2 separate regions of the Mus musculus genome follow, and region 1 is linked to region 2. A link is a contact called in public Hi-C data. All regions are on one chromosome and are shown on one strand. The core of a region is the stretch at or near the end of the contact, and the rest is flanking DNA. Distances in the headings are between cores, read along the strand shown.

Evidence for each region. Hi-C and Micro-C count contacts between places; a contact is called where the count stands out from the background.
Region 1: a Hi-C map of liver shows a contact between it and region 2, with 1.8 times the contacts expected there. The contact joins two enhancer-like sites. A contact is called at or near these places in 1 of 39 promoter capture datasets (cranial neural crest), 1 of 484 Hi-C or Micro-C datasets (liver) and 1 of 115 datasets of contacts at active chromatin or transcription factors (bone marrow-derived macrophages).

What each region holds. Positions count from the first base shown.
Region 1 is chr15:39,102,823-39,109,650 of GRCm38.p6, reverse strand. It overlaps Slc25a32 (solute carrier family 25, member 32), which reads left to right. Exons shown (of 7, transcript NM_172402.3): 2 at 3,669-3,819. Among named protein-coding and RNA genes, the nearest start is that of Slc25a32, 6.5 kb to the left of the region's middle. Within about 2 kb of position 1,675, at least 11 of the 459 cell types and tissues checked have an H3K27ac peak or open chromatin away from gene starts, as enhancers often do. A contact at or near this core is called in liver, where this site is marked.
Region 2 is chr15:38,562,080-38,568,840 of GRCm38.p6, reverse strand. The region is part of intron 2 of 2310043O21Rik (RIKEN cDNA 2310043O21 gene); the gene reads left to right. It overlaps Gm41309 (a long non-coding RNA gene), which reads left to right. Exons shown (of 3, transcript XR_875194.2): 3 at 1-309. Among named protein-coding and RNA genes, the nearest start is that of 2310043O21Rik, 29 kb to the left of the region's middle. Within about 2 kb of position 1,475, at least 111 of the 459 cell types and tissues checked have an H3K27ac peak or open chromatin away from gene starts, as enhancers often do. A contact at or near this core is called in liver, where this site is marked.

The DNA.
Region 1 (6,828 bases), core at 426-2,925, 540 kb before region 2:
TACCGTAGGTCTTAGGCACATAGGTCATAAGCTCAAAACCTAGTATCACACACACACACACTCACACACACACACACACACACACACACTCACACACACACACACACACACACACACACACGCTCACACACACACACACACACACACACACACACAAGTAGAGACAAACCATCCACATAGAGCACAAGGGAAGGGGATGTATTAACTAAGTAAGAAACAAGGTCTTCAGGTGTGACCGAGAAAAGGAGGGTAACTAAGCCAGCACATGAAACACTTTCTCCTGGGATGGTGGGACTACATAGTTTTTAAAGCCAGTGTACTTGTTGCTGTTCTTCAAAAAGAATTTAAAACTTAATGTCTTCTGTCTTGGCTCCTTCAATATACCAACTTTTTTGTTCAGTTACTGCCTCCTGGAATCTTTCAGTGTTAAACCACTAGCCATTACGGTGATGTGCTTTCATGAAATTCCTCAGGTCATTTAGACTAGAAACTCACTGTGTATACAACTTCTATGTGACAGCAGGAAGACTCATTCAGGTCTTCATCTCTTGTTTTCTCTGCCTTCAAATTCATTCTACCTGAGGACACCACAATTTCCTTTTTTTTTTTTCAAACATGTTTGTATATACTTAATGAAATTTTTTGCCTTGATAGTAGAGCAATTACTATATTTCTCTTTTGTTGAGCCCAGACCTAGCCAAGGCTGGTCCTTGGCATTTTTTTTTTAAATTAGAAAAAGAAAGTAGCATTTCCTTCATCAAAACATGTATGTGATTATTTTAGGTTCCTTCCCCCCCTCCCCAAGTACCTTTGTAGTTTGAGCTGCAACAAAATACCACAACAAACAGTTTGGCTTAAGCAACAAAAGGATTATTTTTCTCTTAGGGATTTGGGGACTGGAAGGATCACCAGGATCAAGAAGCTAGTCAGGTTGGTTTCTAGTGAGAGCTCTCTCCTTGGCTTACAAATAGCCCTTTAATCTTAATTCCTTCCTTAAAGGCCCTGTCGTCTGTGTAGTCCTGTTCAGAACTACAACTTTACCTGAACTTTGGAGATAATGCAGTTCACTCCTGAACAGCTCTCACCACCCTTCCTTCCAAACTAATATTCCTTCCTCCACCAGTCCAACATTTGTGCCCCCAAATCTCCAGTTTTCTTCCCAAAAGATGTCCTATCTAGCTATAAAACTTTTCCACCTTCTGAAGACCAGTGCGTAACCATTCTTATCTGTTATTCACACAGTTATTACTAAGATTAACTTCTTAAAACAGTAAAGCAAGCATTGGTTTATGGCCATGAAAAGCAGGGGTGTTTACCTTTTGTCTCACAATTGAATTGTGAGCTTATTATTGAGAGAAAACTGGAAAGCTGCCCAGAACAAGGAAATCTGTACAGAATGAGAGGCACAAAACCCAAGGGGCACATCAGAAGCGTGTATGCTGCAAAATGCCTCTCCTGGGCAAATAACCCTGCTATCTGAAGGTTTGTGTTTTGTGTAAACCTTACAAAACTTAGGATGATGTACCCACTTTACAAAGGAGGATGCTGGAGCTCAGTGAGGGTAAGATCATGTAATTAATAAAGGAACTGTGATATCCAGCCCAGGCTTCTGAAGCCCGGTGCACTTTAATCTCATTTCGTAGTGTAATGTTGACAGGTTAATGACGAAAGAACTGACTGTTCCACCTTGGCGTGGCACTGGTAAACACAGATGATTCTTCTTTGCCAGGCTCCATTCAGTACAGTGTAGGTGGGGGCAGAGGACTGGACATGCTTACATGGAAAGGACTATGATTTGTGTGACCTCTTTTGGCAGGTACTTTTCACTGTATTTTAAGTTTACATTTATACCCTTTAACCTATATCACTCCCTTTCTAGTGGCTACTGATAAAGAAGTAATAAGAATCTATACAAATCGCTTTTTAGGATATCCCTTAGAGAACATTTTACTAGTAAGAAGATGCGCAAACCAGACAGAGGGAACAGGGCATACAAGAGAGGGCAGTGGGAGAGAAGGCTGAAATAGAAACAGTATAAAAGCCGAGTGGTGGGGAGGTGGAGGCAGGTGGATCTCTGTGAGTCTGAGGCCAGCCTTATCTATAGAGTAAGTTCCAGAACGGCCAGGGCTACACAGAAAACCCTATCTCGAAAAATCAAAAAAAAAAAATGTATAATGATATATGCATATAAAAATGCTGTGATAATCTCCTTTTTACATGCTAGACCTAAAATATGGATTTAAAAGATTAGGAACAGTTGACTGTGAGAGAGGAGAGTAAGTCTAGAAGTGATGGAATGGCTGTGAGAGGGATGGCAGCCACATTGTCTCACCATCTTGTACAGGTTTAATAGCAAGGAGAGATGCTTGTGAAGTCTAGAGAGGGGAGCATGCAAAGCTAAATGAAGTAAACTTGTTATTTTGTATTGTGGGACTTTATAATGTGGGATGTAGTTTTATAATCAGGTGTCATATGGATGATACAGAGTGTTCCCTCGTACGAGATACTTAATGTTCTACTTCCAGGATTAAGTGACTTCTGAAAACAGCAAAGCAGTTGTTAAGACTGCATTGTTCCATATTGTTTTCCTACAGCCTGTTCACAGACCTGTTAAGTAGCCTTCATTTGCTCAAATTATCATATTTCAAATGTATTTTCCATTTTCTACAGAAGCAAAATAAAAATAAATGCCAAATATAGCCAGGCATAGTGGAATTCTGTACTTCAAAGTGCTACTATTTTATGTGGTACAATAAAAAGATATAAAGGACTTTAAAAAAAAAAAAAAGATTGTTTGATAAAAAGGAAAGGGCGAGTCTGACAACTGGTCCTCAGTGGCACAAGCATCTCTGTAAACCGTAGTGCCTTATTGTTGAGCCACTCGGGTGGTACGAGCTTTGCTGTAGACAGTTGTGCTGTAGTGTGGAGCTGTATGGGACTGGAATGAGAACAGTGTGGGAAAGTATGGAGGAAACTAGCTCAAGGTTAGAAAATAGTCTGACTGAGGTGTGTATGTGTTGGTAGAGAAAGAATATCCTGTAGGCTGCCCTTCCTCAACTCCCTTCGCTGCTGCCCCTCAGACCGTGCTGACATTCTTGATAGAGTTGAAGCACCTGACTAGGATTTGTTTCTTTGTTTGTTTTTTAAGTAATATTTTATTTTATTGACTATGTATGAGTGTTTTGCCTGAATGAATGCATATGTACCAGTTTCGTGGCTAGTACCTACAGCGTTCACAAGAGGATGTCAGACCCTGGAACTGGAGTTCCAGGTGGTTGTGAGCCACCATGTGGGTGCTGAGGATCACACCCAGGTTCTCTACAAGAGCAAAGTGTGTTTATTCCAAGCCACTAAACAGTTTCCTACACCCTGAGTCATAGTTTCAAGCGTGCGTTTATAGAATTTATAATCTTGAGTATCTGTAACAAGCATACAAGTGTTTTGGGTTAAAGGTTACTTCCTAAAATATTAGAAGTCTTAGTGTGCTCTGGCTGAATACTTTGGCAAATTGACAGATGTTCTAATTAAAAAATACCAAACATACTAAAACAATTTCCTCTACCCAAGGTTTTCTTGGTGAATATATTTCCTTTATGGTTGATTGTGTTCTGTGTCTATATGTGGTTCATGGGCAGCATCCCTTCTCACCTGTATTCTCTTCAATGCAGTGAGTGATGGACTGGAAGTAAGACCAAAATATAAAGGAATTTTGCATTGCTTGGCTACCATTTGGAAAGTTGATGGACTACGAGGACTTTATCAAGGAGTAACCCCGAATGTGTGGGGTGCCGGTTTATCCTGGGGACTCTACTTTTTCTTGTGAGTAGATCTGGGGGATTTCACAGAATTGAAGAATATCCTTGTTTAAATGATTTCTGCTTATCACCTTTTTTTAACATAGGTAACTGATGAGTCATCTAATCAGATTTTTTGGATTGGCAGGACTGGGAAGCGGAGTAGCTTGTTCATTCCTGTCCGCCAGCTGTTATCAGAGATATCTGACCCAGAACAGAGTTCTAATAGGAACAAGATAACAGGATGAGATAGGAGATCTGCAGAAACTGTTGCTTTGAGCTGAATTCAGAAAAGTTGAGGTGTTGAGCTGAGCGCTGTGATCAATGGGGTGCTGACACACGAACGAGCTCTGCTTTAGTTAAAGCCAGTGCTAACTCTGTGTAGCTCATGGTGATACTGTACAACTTCAGGAATCCCCAGGGACCATGTTAGTGTTCTTGAGCACTTTTTTAACAGCTAAAATAGATTAGGAAAAGGTAACAAAACCAGTTGTCTGTTAGAGATTTTGTAAGTTTTACAGTAGGAACCTGAAACTGTTTTTTAACATATATCTCAATTTCAGTCTGTAAATTCAATCCTATAAAATGATCTATTGTTATCATGTATAAGAGATTAGTTCCAGAATATTACCAAAGTAGAAAATGTCTGTAGAATTGAATAGCATAGTTCTATATTTATCCTCAGCTATTCTAGATTCCAGAATATTCCAGATTGTTTGAGATGGCTTGGAGAAGTGCATTTGATGCATAATAAGGTTTAAATCAGGAGGAGACGGAGCTGGGAGCACCTATAAGCACATATACCAGAGATCCCTGTTGGGAAGAGAAAGCAATGACCTGATTCCTAGAAGAGTTTGAGATACACTCCTCATAGCTTGGTTTTTTTGTTGCTGTTTTGTTTTGTTTTAAACCCACCCCAACATCTTCATAGCTTATGATCTTTTAGTAGTCATCACTATTTCGAATAACTCCTACTGCATTCCCCTTAAAAGAACTGCTGCAAGTGTGTTCCTGAGCAGACACACTCACCTTACTGAGTGTGAAAGAACATAGTCCAAGGCACCATGACCCTGCAGTAGAGGAGCACACGCTGCTGCTGCTGAGCGTGCTTCTGGCTGGACGTTGTGTGTCCTAATCACTGTTGTAGTGCTGTGAGACCAAGTCAGCTCTTACAAAGGAAAGCATTGAATCTATACAAAACTCAGATTGTGTGTGTGTGTGTGTGTGTGTGTGTGTGTGTGTGTGTGTGTGTGTATGAGAGAGAAAGGGGGGGGGGTGAGGGTGAGAATATATCCCGAAGAGGACATGCTATGTGTGACAAGACTTTCTTACCATAGAACAGTTTGCTTCATGTTAGAATATTATGGGTAATGTTTGTAAAGTTTCTCCAAAGTCTTTGAAGAGGAAAGTGAGAGCTGGGGCCTGGTGCCACACTAGATAGATAGGTGCAGAGAGATGTGGCTTTCAATGTCATCCTTTACTCGTAGTGAGTATGAGGCCAGCCCGGGTCATAGACAGCCTGCCTAAAAAAACAAAATAGTGGCTGGAGAGCTGGCTCAGCTTGCTGTTCTAGGGAGTCAGAGCTTGCTTTCCCACCCTGCATTAAACTGCTCACAGCACCCTGTAACTCCAGCTCCAGCTTCTGTGGGTGCACAGATAACCACATACACATAGTAAAAACTGTATTTATAAAACAAATAACAAAAGCAGACCTGGTTCATGTTTCCTGCTCAGAAACATCGAGTGCCTGTGTTTTTGTCAAACGAAACCCAAATCTCACGCTGGCTGTCCTGAGGCTGCTTTCTCTCACTGGGTTATCCACTCTTCCTGTCAGTCCCATGTATATATATCTCTTTCCCTGTTGAAACTGAACCTGTCTCCATACCCACCCAGGTCAGTGCCACTTCTACACAGTAACTTCTGGGATCTCCCTCTCTCGGGCAGTTTCTGAGAGCCTTAGGACAGACACTGTTACCCATTAGCTACTGTTAGAATGCTGGGCTCCTTGCTAATCTCTGAAAGGGGTCTGCCTGGGGCACGTTCTCTCTTATCCATCAGAAAGCTGATGACTGCTCCTGAACATACGTTTGTCTGGTGTCCCTTGTCTTTGTTTGCTTCTTCCTGATGTCTATATCGACACAGCATCTCCTCCTCCTCCTAGTTTTTTTTCTGTTGCTATTAATTGTTGAAGTGTCAGGAGCCGTCCAGGAGTGTTAGGAGAGGCTAAGGCTAGCAGGTGACTTTCTTAGAGGTGGCCACTGGTTTTTGCATGGCCTACAATGTCTGAGCTCTGAGAGACAAGGTCCCAAGAGACTCAGGATTTCTTCTTGCAGCTGATAGGCTTTTCCTGTCATTAGTACATAGTCTAATGACTCCTGGGCATTAGCCCACCCTATTGGGCAGATTTTCTGCAGATCTACAAAGATATACCATCATGTAGTAATGTGCTATATTGACAAATTGATTATTTCATAGTTCCTGATCATGATTTTATAGAATTCCTGATTTACTTCACATAATTTTAGAAAGTTTTAAGAGACTTTTTTGTTGTTTTGCCAGAAAGATATAGTAAAGTTAGAATCAAGAAAAAAATGTGCCCACTCCCCATAGAAAATAGTAAGTAAAGGCTGTATAATTAGGAATACAGTGAGCTTTCACAATTACACTAAAAAGAGAAATAGGCTTGGACAAACTTGGGATCAAGGAGAAAATTCTAGGTCAGATCCAAGGATTAAGCCACAGGTGTGCCCTATGATAAAAGGAGGCCACGTGAAACTGTTGCTTTGAACTTATAATGAAGTTATAGATTGAAACACTGCTTTGAACTTAATATCAACATCCTTCTGCAACTCCCTCTTTGTGTAACATTTTATCCATGAGGTAATTTTCTAAAGAACTTTTGCCTAAGAAGATATAAAAAGGCCAGAGAGAAGGAATAAAGTGTGGCATCTGGGACTCTGCCCCATCCATCCACCAAATGTATGTGTGTGGTTTGAGGGGCTCTGCCCTATCCACCAAAAGTATGTATGTATGT
Region 2 (6,761 bases), core at 226-2,725:
ACATCAGCAGGCAAAGACAGTTTGTCGACAAGTTCAAGTCCAGCCTGGTCTACGTAAAGACTCCAAATTAATCAGTGCTACATAACGAGACCCTGTCTATAAACAAACAAACGAATAAATTCTGGCTCTGACTCTCTGAGAGACAGTGACGAGCCAGGTCCCAGAGCCACTCAGCCACCACATTGGTGCAGTGTGTGTGGGAAGGTCCAGGGGTCAGGCACTCAGCAGGGCTGGCCACGTGTATCCTGTACCTGACAGAAGGTGAGAGTTAAGGTTGGCAAGACTCAGAGTCATTAAATGTCAGCCAGAAAACAGGCACCTTTTCTGGCTAATAATAAAAATTGTAAATAATTTACCAACTGGAGCTTGGAACCTACTCTTGGAAGGGATGTGATGTTGGAGCAGGCCTGCCTGCTCTTGGATGATCGATCGGCTGAAGTTGGTCTAAGGCCCTGTCGCTTGTCAGGACCATTGCCAGAGCCCTCTTGCCCCTCCAAGCACTCTCTCTTTCTCTCTCTCTCTCTCTCCTCTCTTCCCCCCTCTCTCTCTTTCGTGTGTGCGCGCACGCTCTCTCGCCATGGTTTGTTGAGTGTGTAGACTGTGCCAGCAATGAGCAGACTTTCGGTAAAGCATTACGCTGGTGTGACTGGGGACATCCTGACAAGATAATATTTGAATGCAGACACGGTAAACAGTGAACTACTGGAACGATCTAACCTGTGTGGGCCTCACTGAATCCGTTGAAGCTGCTCCTGCTTGGTCAGCTTTCAGGTTTCTCCTTGCCTTTGGACTTAAAGTGAACCAGTAGTTCTTCCCTATGCCTCCATTCGGACTTGAACCCTTTCCTCTCCTGGGTTCAACATGCCCTCTTCCCGATCTTGGCTCCATTTCTCTAGAGAGTCCTGACGATACATCTGTTTTCTGTTGTCTCTGCCGACAGCCATGGCCACCAATCTGCCATAATGGTGGCCCCTCTTTACAAAGGCCACTTCACCTGGTTTCTCTCTCTGGGTTCCGCTGTAAGCACGGCCTCAGAGGTCTGATTGCCAAAGGGCCTGGCTTTATCTTCCTGAACCTTGCTCTGCTAATCATTGCTCCGTGTCTCCAGGTGACTTTCTCTCTGCCTATAAATGTGCCCTAATCTCCAGGGACTTCCTGTCACTCTCCAGCAAAGGTCACATTTCTGAAATCTCATCTCCTTAGTGCTCAGTGGTTTGAATTTGAGGAACTTGTTTCTGGTTCTACTGGGTCTGTGTGAAATGACTCTGACTTTTCTGTGCCTGTTTTCTTATCTGCGGTCGGAAGCTGGGGTTATGTCTTCAGTGGCCTTGAGAGTAAACTGCAATAGCAGAGACCCTTGTCCTGAAGTGTGGACAATAAATGTTAACTCACCCTCTCACCTCCTTCTCCTCCCTGGGCACCGCGGAGCCTGGCTCAGGCCCAACGGCTTTCAAGAAGCTGCCATGTGAGTGGTGAGTGGGTGTGTTCAGCCCTGGGTCTCTGCCCAGGTGCAGCACTTGATATTCTAGGACGCTGACTTCCCCTTCCCGGAGGCTCCTCTCCCTCGATTGCCACTCGCTGCTGAGCACACCTGGCACCAGTCAAGGCTCAGGATCACACACAGGTGCTCACATGCTTACACAGGTAGGAACATTCGCACCCAGACACGAGTGAACACAGGAGTGGGGCACAGGAGTGGGGGCTTTTTCTTCCCATCAAGCCTTTGGTCTTGCAGACACTGCTGTTCTCGTCACCATAGAAGGCTAAGCCTTGTTTATATTGCCTCATCCTGTGAGGCGCCTCTTAGGAACCCTTCCTAACACCTTTTTCTTTCAGAAACTAGTTGACTCGTCTCTTCTTGGTTCTATGAAATGTCCCACATCATCCTATAGTGTGTGTGTGTGTGTGTGTGTGTGTGTGTGTGTGTGGACAAAACCTAGGGCGTCGTGCATGTTAGACAAGTGCCCTAATATCGATCAATCTCCATGACTTTGACATTTTATTTTATTTTGGAATAGTCTCTAAGTTTCCCAGGTTGGCTTCAAACTTGTGACCCTCCTACTTGAGCATTCCCAGAGGCTGGGGTCACATGGACTACCATGTGGTCCTGGTTCTATAATCCTCTCTATGTGAAATGACTAAGAGACCTTTATGGTGAGGATCTCTTCTTCCTCCTTGAGTTTCTAACTCTTAAATCAGTGCCAGATTCATATTTCCAAACATTGTGTTTAATGACTCTAAATAACCAGTTTATGAAGTCAATATTCACTCATATTCCCTGAGTCTTAGCTAGGAAGATGCAAGCCAGAGATGACTTCCAGGGAGCCAGAGGGTTAGAAATAAATCAGAAGAAACCAAGCATGGTGGCAGACTATAATTTCCAGCACTCTACAGCCAACCTAAATGCCACATAATGACTAACAGGTCAGCCATGTTATAGTGAGACACTGTTTCAAACAAACAAACAAACAAGAATTCTGTGCCTGTGTGTGTGTGTGTGTATGTGTGCACATGTGTGTGTGTGCGTGTGTGTGTGTGTGTGTTAGAAAAAGGAAAACAGTCGTGATATGGTTGGACAATGCTTTGGACAATAGCTGGGAGAGATTATCAGGGTCTGGCAGGAGTTGTGGGGTGGTTGTCACACACAGAAACTCAGATCAGAGAGAAGGGGCTGAGGCGGCAGCTTAGTGGGTAAGAACACTGTTGGTGAAAACAGGAGAACGTGAGTTTGAATCCCCAGCACCCATGTAAAGCCAGGCAGAGCTGTGAGCACATGCATGGGGCATAAAGTCAGGTAGATCCTGGGAATTCACTGGTAGCCAGACTAGCAGAAATCACAAGCTCTCAAAGTTCCAACTAGTGAGAGACAATAAGGCAGAAAGCAATGCACTGATGCATGCATCCATGCAGCCCCAACCCCCGCAACACACACACACACACACACACACACACACACACACACATTAGAGAGGGGCTAAAAGGCAGTGTGTGTAGAAAGGCCAGATTCACTTTTCTCAAAGTTTTGCTGAGGTTTGCTCACAGGGTAGCTATGTCAGATGCAGAAGAAATGGAAAGAAAACGCAAACCAGAAAATGCTGGGGAAAGAGCTCCGCTCACCTAATAAGCCTGAGGATCCGAGTTGGTCCCTCAGAGCCCCTAGCAAAGCTGGTGTAGTGGTGCCCACTCGCAACTCCTGCACTGAATTTATTGGCCAGCAAGCCTGGCCAATCAGCTGAAGCTCAGGTAAAAGTGTGAGACTTTTTCTCAAGAAATAAAGTGAATGGTGCCTGAGTAATGCCACGGAAGTCTATGCTCTTAGTCTGTGTGTGTGTGTGCACACATGCAAATCTGCACAAATACGTAAGTGCAGGTTTGAAAACAGACTTCCACTATACCTCTTACCACATTCTTGGTACTGTAACCCTGGTCGAAGCCCATGGCTGGGGAGGTCAAAGGCTCTTGAGGAACCTACTATTATCGTTTTGCTATGGTTATGTTGTTAAATTGCCTCCTAACTATTTATAGTTAAACCCATAGGTTTGTGCTTCTTTAAGCTGCAGTCAGAGAAGTTTCCTTTTGCAATGGGCAGCAGTTAATGCAGAGACTCAAGCAGTCAACATGCTGAGAAGTGACAGTGTTGCTCATCCCTAAGTAGCAGCCTTCGCAGATGACCCCAGGCTTAGGAGCATCGCAGAAGAGGAGGAGGAAGGATGTACGAGCCGGGAATGAGGCATGCTGGGAATTTCTGCCTTCTGGATATGGCATGGTCATGGCACTCTCAAATTTACAAGCAGCTGTGGTTACCTGCAACAAGAACAGGCTGGTAAACATTCCAAAAGGGACAGGGAGATCCTACCTCTAGTTGAGGTGGTTAATAGCTGATGGAGGAAAGAGGAAGGAGAGCATAAGTCTTGTGTGTGTGGTGGGAGGGAGTGGGGAGGCTGTATCCACTGGTAAGTTGCCCGTTCTTCAGGAAATGGCTCCACGCCTATGTATGTATAGGTAAAACAAGATTGGACTTACTGGGTGAAAGAAAGAAAGGAAGAAAGAAAGAAAGAAAGAAAGAAAGAAAGAAAGAAAGAAAGAAAGGAAGGAAGGAAGGAAGGAAGGAAGGAAGGAAGGAAGGAAGGGTTTGGGGGTGAGGTGGAGGAAAGGAGGATCTCTGTGAATTCAAGGCCAGCTTGGTCTACGGCCATTGGTTCTAGGACAGCCAGGGATACTCAGAGAAACTCTGTCTTGAACCGCTCCCAAAAAGAAAATAATAGGAAGTGCTGTGAAGGTGACTCAGTTGGTAGTGTGCTTGCTGGATAAATGTGAGAGCCTGAGTTCAAACTTCAGCACCCATGTCTGTCTCTTTCTTTCAAGGCAGTGATGTGACACCAGGACCAAAGAATGACTTCTTGCAGCAGAAGACATTTAATTGGGCTTACAGCACCAGAGGGTTAGAGTCTATGATGGCAGTGCAAAGGCAGCTGAGTGCTCACATGGTTGGAAAGGGAAGGGGACAGAAAGAATTACATTGGAAATGGCAGGAGTCTTTTCAACTTCAAAGCCCATGCCCATTGACCTCTTCCTCCAATAAAGCCACACCCCCTAATCCTTCCCAAACAGTTCCACCAACTGGGGACCAAGTACTCAAACATATGAGCCAATGGGGAGGGGTGCATTCTCTTCTTCTTCTTCTTCTTCTTCTTCTTCTTCTTCTTCTTCTTCTTCTTCCTCTTCCTCTTCCTCTTCCTCTTCCTCTTCCTCTTCCTCTTCCTCTTCCTCTTCTTCTTCTTCTTCTTCTTCTTCTTCTTCTTAGATTTGTTTATTTATTTTATGTGAATACACTGTAGCAGTCTTTAGATACACCAGAAGAGAGCATCAGATCCCATCACAGATGGTGTAAGCCACCATGTGCTTGCTGGGAATTGAACTCAGAACCTCTGGAAGAACAGTCAGTGCTTTTAACTGCTGAGCCATCTCTCCAGTCCGGGAGTGGGATGGGGTGGGAGGGTGGAGGGGGGTGGCATTCTCATTCAAACCACCACACAAGTTAAAAGCCAGTGTGGTTGTTCTTGTTTATAATCCCAGCCCCAGAGAGATAAAGACAAGAGTATCCCTGGGGCTCTCTAGTCAGCCAGCCCAAGTGAATGTCTGAACCATAGGTCTCAGTGAGAGACCCTATCTCAGAAAACATACAGCTAGCTCCTGGGAATCAACACCCTATATTAACCTCTTTCCACCCACAGGCACATACATAGTCACATGTGAACATGGACACACACATACACAGAGAGAGAGAGAGAGAGAGAGAGAGAGAGAGAGAGAGAGAGAATATGAAGCCCAATCCAGTAAAGCATTCATGCAATCCCAGCACTTGAGAGGTGAGGATGGGAAGGTTGAGAGTTCAAGATAATTTTTGCAGCAGAGTTTAAGGTCACCATTTTAAAGGACAGTGCGAGGGAGGGAGGTGTCTAAAAGAGCAGTGGGGGAGGGGCTTGTGAGATGACTTAGCAGAATGATGCTTAGCACTTATCCTGGGGTCAATGTCTCGGATTCAGCCGGTAGACACACACACACACACACACACACACACACACACACACACACGAGTGTGCATGTTCTTAAAAAAAAAAAAAAAAAAGTTCCCAAAGCACATAATTAAAAATTGCTGAAAACACAGGAAACAAATCTAAGTACAGAGAAGCCTTTCTCCGTTCTCTTGGCCAGTTCTGTCCTGTTCTGACAGCCCTGTAGCTCCCCTTTTCTCCTAGGAACCTGGAAGGGAAGAGTCCTAAATCATTAACAAATGCTTTCACCCTGTGGGTCTGCTAGCCATGAACCTATTTAACCAGGTCAGGCTCTGGGTCTTTTAAGCTGTCTCCTAGTGCAGCACAGATACCGTTCCTCATATGCCCCAGGTCCAGTGTAACACAATTTCCTAGAGAACCTGGCTGAGCTAGCCGTATGCTCCGTTGCGACTTTGCTGCCAACATGCTTTCCCTCCCACCAGCATTCCTGTGTGTACCAACAATAGCAGCGGCTGTCAGTCTTTGCCAACTTGGATGGTGAAAAATAACTTTGGCTTTGTTTGCTTTTTGCATTTTGAGATGGGGACCACCCTCACATCAGCAGCCCAGGCTGGTCTGGAATTCACTATGTTGCAAGGTTTGTGGATAGCTAAGGATTGAATACAGGACCTCAAGCAAGTGTTCTACCAACTGAACTATATCCCCAGCTCTCTGGATAACTCTAGCTACTAGGAGAGAACAGATGACAGTGTGGTGAGAGAATGAATAAGGGGAGCAGCTGGGGGTTGTTGTAGCGGCTTGCAGAGACCATGCTGACCTGGATCAGAACAATGCTGATCCAACTTTAGTGCAGGCTCAGAATCTTCTGGAGACCCATTCCAGGGTGTTAATTTTCCAACCCCAGATTGGCAAATTTTATTCAGACAAAACTTTGAGTACCTAGCAAGATATCCAGATGCCACCAACTACCAGTCTTACTGCAGAGCTCTGGTGTTGGTCAGAGGTCAGAACCGGGAGACTTCATTGTGGAGACAAAACCAGGTGTAATAGCACACCGTTAGAATCCCAGGACGTGGGAGGCCGAGGCAGTGACTCCCCATTTCAAGCAAGCCTGGGCCACATACAAACATCCTGTCTCTCAGCTCTAACTGGGACATCCATATTCTCCTTTCAAGGCTCAGGGACAACCTAGAGAAGGGGGATTAAAACAAATGAAAGAGCAGAGGAAGGGCCAGGTGGGTGGCA